Linked DNA regions of Rattus norvegicus: region 2 is linked to region 1. A link is a contact called in public Hi-C data. All regions are on one chromosome and are shown on one strand. Each heading gives the region's core, a stretch centred on a gene start, on an enhancer-like site or on the middle of the called end of the contact. The rest is flanking DNA. Distances are from core to core; before and after follow the strand shown.

Evidence for each region. Hi-C and Micro-C count contacts between places; a contact is called where the count stands out from the background.
Region 2: a Hi-C map of liver shows a contact between it and region 1, with 5 times the contacts expected there. The contact joins two enhancer-like sites. A contact is called at or near these places in 2 of 12 Hi-C or Micro-C datasets (kidney and liver).

What each region holds. Positions count from the first base shown.
Region 1 is chr3:55,236,555-55,239,254 of GRCr8, reverse strand. No RefSeq gene overlaps it. Among named protein-coding and RNA genes, the nearest start is that of Mmadhc, 100 kb to the right of the region's middle. Within about 2 kb of position 1,389, at least 5 of the 93 cell types and tissues checked have an H3K27ac peak or open chromatin away from gene starts, as enhancers often do. A contact at or near this core is called in liver, where this site is marked.
Region 2 is chr3:55,448,888-55,451,587 of GRCr8, reverse strand. No RefSeq gene overlaps it. Among named protein-coding and RNA genes, the nearest start is that of Mmadhc, 310 kb to the right of the region's middle. Within about 2 kb of position 1,382, at least 4 of the 93 cell types and tissues checked have an H3K27ac peak or open chromatin away from gene starts, as enhancers often do. A contact at or near this core is called in liver, where this site is marked.

The DNA of each region.
Region 1 (2,700 bases), core at 140-2,639:
TGTTTCCTTGAATAAAGTTTTCTCAATTTTCCAAATTTTGTATAATACAAATATATTTATTTCACAATTTGATTTTTCAGCTAAATACGATGTCACATTCCTTTAACTCTGGCACTCAGAAGGTTGAGGCAGGAGGATTAAGAACTCAGCGCCAGGCTTAGCTAGATAGAATTTGAGTCCACCTCAAGAAGAAGAGTCAAACAACTTTTTGATCAAATCTAAAATACTTTTAATATTGCCTCACCGGAGGTCTCTTCCATCTAAATTAACATTCCTTTAGATGCCCTCTAGTGCAAACCAAACCCAACCAAATAGCCATCTATTAAATATCCTCTTTTAATAGCACAGCACTTTATTACAACAGAATTTATATTTACAAACTATGCCCCTTTTTGTGTCTTTGGTCCCTAGAACTATTATTCACTCACAATTTATGAGTGTTTGTCACTATCTCCATGTGTAATAAAATGCCACATCCTATAAATCTCACCTCACTGATCCAGTGGCAAAGGTGTTCTGGAGGATCTCTGGGTATGTCCTCAGACAGACCCCACAGTGACACCACCAGAAGGCTCCTCCTTCGAAGTGCCTGAAATCATATCTAATCCGAACACAGAACTAATCTGCAAAGACCTTGCAATTTATCTTTCACCACGATGGCAATTTCTAATCTAACCAGCAGCAACTCAAATTGAACTCTGATCCAGATGATCAATAGCTATGGGCAACCTATTAGACATGTGAATATTAAATCATTCTGGGGTAAGAACTATCCAAATGAAAAGCATATCATTACCATCTATTAACATCTATTTAAGCAAATATGATGGAAATGTAAGATTGGTCTTATATAAACTATCAGAATCCCAATGATGGTGATGCTAAGGTTAGATCATGCACTTTACATAGAAATTAGTGCAAATTATGACTAATGTCTGCATGCACTTATTGCTAACAACATTGGAATTAGGCTAAAAATGTATACACTTAATAAGGAAGCACATCTTGTTTCCATTTTTATTCCTTTTCTACTTTTGTTTATTATTTCAATTTTTCTCCCTTTGCAGAAGAAAGAATCCATGGTCCGTATGTGAAAAGATAAACTTCTCCATGAGAAAATGATTCCAGACAGGTAGCCTACATAGATAGATAGTTCATACCCATAGAGCATGCAGAGTCAAATCAAAGAAGTTTTGAGTCCCCAGATAGCAATAAGAAAAAGATAATAAAGTTCTCCAAAATCCCTCTGGTAACTCCCTCAGACATTTAACCATGAAGTTGGAATTTTTCCTATGAAACCCCAAATCCCTTGTGTTCTATGGTAAACCTAGACACGCCACTTTTTAATGGCACACTGCCCAGACTTCCTTGCAGTCTGCCAAGGGCCAAGTGACAGCACTTACATGAGGCAGATCCACTGCCATCTATAGCTGTTTGCTCCAGGCACCTCAGCAGCAGTGACTGGGCAAGCCCGCAAAACGGAAGACTTTCTCAACTGTACAGGCACCCCAAAGTGCCAAAAGTAAGTAAGCGTTTTCCATAGTAAGCCCTGAAACTGTGACTACAGACATAGATACTTTTGGCCTTTGAGGCATGAATATAAAAAGACCGTCTCCAAAACTCACTCTCATGTCTACTCACACTTCAGTTCTAAAGCACAACCTTTCTTTCCAGCAGCCAGCACAGCCCTTTGCTCAGCCCTCTGCCCCCGCAATGCCTAGACATGTTTCCTTTCCAGCGCATGGATTTACTCTTTAATTTTTTCATTTGTGTCTGTTTCCTCAATGTGTCTTTTTATACATTTCAGCTGTCAAACCTTCATACTTTCTCTTGGGCCAAAAGAAGGAAGGTTGGGTAAGATAAGCGGTGGTTCTGCTCTCCCATCATGCCCTGGCGATGCTGCCATCTTGTGAGAGGTGATGTCTCTTCCGCAACAGATCAGGACTTGAAGACAACCTCAGGTCTATTGCTGTAAGTGTTCCAGGTCTTTGGGGAACAGGAGAGTACAAGACTGTTTCTGGTTGCCTGGGGGCTCTGCTTATCCAGTGTGACTGCTTGACTCGTGGCCCTTTGCTGGCTGTCTCACTGGTGAAGACGTTTCCAACAGAACCTACTACAAATAAAAGGAAATCTAAATTACTTGCATGTCTTGGCCATTGTGGTGCTTGAATTCTCTCGGACTGTTGGATAGTATTTTCCAGTTCTCTTTGCATTAGAGCTCCTTTACTGACCTTTACCTGAGTGATAATTTAACAGAATTTCCCCTACTTGCTTTGTACGAAGCGTTCAATTTTCTTTTTATCTTTTTCTACAGAAGCCATTTCAACACATCTGCCATGGAGAACTAGGGTCTTTCAGGCAAGATAAAGATTAGTTTGACCTTTTCTCCATCAATTAATCAATACGGTTACACCACAGTTACCTTTTAACCTGGGTGTTTCCACAGTGCAGCCGTAAAGCATGATTTGTGAGACTGCTCTGTTTTGTGTATGGTTACCAATAACCTGATCTCTGGGTCTCTGTGATTAGACAAGATGTCAGAGCACAAGGGAGCCAAGAAATCAAAGGCGGATTTTATTGTCTTCATCAGCAATGGCCTGGTAAATCTGAGATTGGAGCAGCAATATGGGAAAGTGTGATGACTGGAATTAATTGTTGGGCTCTGTCTACAGAGTCTCGCTGTGAGGCGAGCCATTACTG
Region 2 (2,700 bases), core at 133-2,632, 210 kb before region 1:
GAGTAGGTGGGGAGGTGGGGAGGATCTGGGAAAAGCTGGGGTGGAGAGGAAAACTGTGATCAGAATATATTATAAGACAAAAAAGGGTTAAAAACCACTCTTATATCTCCAATAAACTTGATAATAGATACCTCCTCCCATAACTTTTGCAGAAGGTTCTGTCCCTGCTTCAGCACTTTCTGTGTGGAAAGGAATTGAGGCAGCTGCTGAAGGGGTCCTGCTAAGGAGGCTAAGAATAGAGTCCCAATAGACCAATGAGTATGTTTTAAGGCTCCCTGGGAGGAGGTAGAGGGAGAGTAGTTGAATGCAAGCACAGTGGGGTCCTGGAGCCTAGGAGTGGTTGGGCACCACCAGGACTCCAGAAGTTTGCCATTCTCAGAAAAGAATATTACAAAAATGATTTGACTTCCTCCTACAAGCAATGAGGGGTTGGGGGAGACGTTTTAACCATTTCTGGTATGAAGAGAATCGTATTTTCCAAAGGTCTGTGGTGTGGAGGAGAGGTTAAAGAAAAGATGATTCTGGAATCCCACTAGCCACAAGGGAGAAAGAGGATGATGGTCCACACTCCAGAACTAATATGGGATAGTAAGTAGACAACAGGCCCACGAGAACTAAGAGCAAGGGTTGGTGTTCTCCCAGACTGTGTCACAGGCTCTTGGCTTGCAATCCTATTGAACAACAGAGCCACTGAGTGATATGTGAGGCACAGGCAAGTCCAGCATCGCTCTTCACAGTTACAAACTGAAAGGGCCCGCTGGTTTTGTTCACACTCTGTATTCCACACCACACACAGCTGATTTCACAAGAGGCGGGGGAAGTGGGAGCTAGCAGGATGTCACAACACGTGCACTTTGCCTCCTAGAGCTGGCACATGAAAGACAGTGGGCGGAATGAGGCTGCCAGCAGGCCACAGGTGCAGAGGAAAAGGCTCACCCACTCCCCATGGGCCCTGGGTTTAAAAGCTTTAAACACCTGCCAACTCTGCTGCCTTAACTAGTCTTGTCTAGCTGAGCAGACATTTCCCCCACCTGCTGGAAGGACTGGTGCAATCAGTAAATAAACAGACTCAATCAAGACTTTCCCACAAGCAGTCCTGGGAAGTGCACTATGTCCTTAGAGAAAAAAATGCTTGCCTTTTTATACGCAGTACCAATGATGGACATAAAGTCAAGTGTGATTATCCTGTGAAGAAATGATAATTAGGAGCGTGACAACGATGATTTCAAATTGTAGCCATACCAAAGCTACGTTTTGTGCCTGACGCCCTCCACATTTTGGAATTAACTGGGTTGGTAAATTGCAACCCCTGATCTCAGGGCAACCTCTGGTCTGTTTTGTTAGTGAGGGTGTGTTGACACAAGGCCACATCCATTTGTTTAGGTATGCTCTGTGATGACTCTCAGGCTGTGCAAGAGTCTGAGTCACCAAGCCTAAAATATTCATTACCTCTCCCTTTAGAGAAAAAGGGTAGCATCCACTTCCATTTTCAGAAGACTTGTTTTAAAAAGGTAGCAGGCTTCTTCAAGCGACGATTCTTGATAGCTGTGAACATAGAGACTATGGGATCTGAGCTCCATTGTGAATGACTATTCCACTGTGATGGAATAGATTGGTGATTCTTTTGAAGTGAAAAGCTCTATTTGGTATATAGTCAAATAAGATGAAATAGACGTTCGAATGGGGTACTCGAATGCCTGTGGTAACTGCGGCGTCATTCACAACAGCCAAGATACAAATCGAGCCTAGGTACCTATGCACAGATAAGTGGATAAAGAAAGTGTGGTACATGTGCCTAATGGGGTATTAATGAGCTACAGAGGAAGAATGCTGCTATTTTCCACAAAACAGAGAAAAGCCTCAAGGAAATCAGCTAGAAATAAACAAGCCGCGTGTTTTCCCGTGTTCATTCTCACTGGTAAGAACCAGAAGCCAGAAGGAAAGGCCTTAGTGATTGCTAGGGATTGGGATGGTGCAGAGGTGAGGTCATGGGGAGGTGCCAGAAGGGTGACAGCATCTGATAAGTAGATGTGAACCACATCTACATGTAGAAAGATCTAAACGGACCCCTTTAGATCCACCATCAATGTGCATTTTTAAAACAGGGCAAATATTGCTCATAAAGTACCTGTTCTTGTGTTTCTGAATAGTAATTCTTCTTACTTTATTAAAATGCTATGAAATTCAACGCTCTTTGGGAAGATGATAGGAAAAATTGCTTTTGAGAAGCTCAGAAAAGGCTTCTTTTGACATTTTATCAGCGTATATTGTACAAAGCCCTAGCTTTCACTGTGAGGTTTTCATGACATACATATAATGTATTTTGGTCATACTCATCAACCACTCTCCAGTTCCCTCCCCCCTCCTACTGCTTCTCCCCCCTTTCCCAAGTAGATCCGTCTATTTTCATATCTTTAATTTTTCTCTCGGTGTATACATATATTATTAGCATATTTATGCACACAGAGCTTTCGTCCTGGTGTTTCCACACACATCTATCGTGGTCTCTAATGGTAATCAGCATTCTATTGCTATCCCTTGTCTCGCCTACCCTCTCCTGCTGGTTCCCATCCTCTTTCCAAATAATCCTGCTTCTACTTTCATACCTTTAAACATAATTTTCAGTACGTGAGAAAACCTGGATTATTTGTCTTTCCGGGTCTGGCTTACTTTGTTTATAACATGATAATATCCAATACT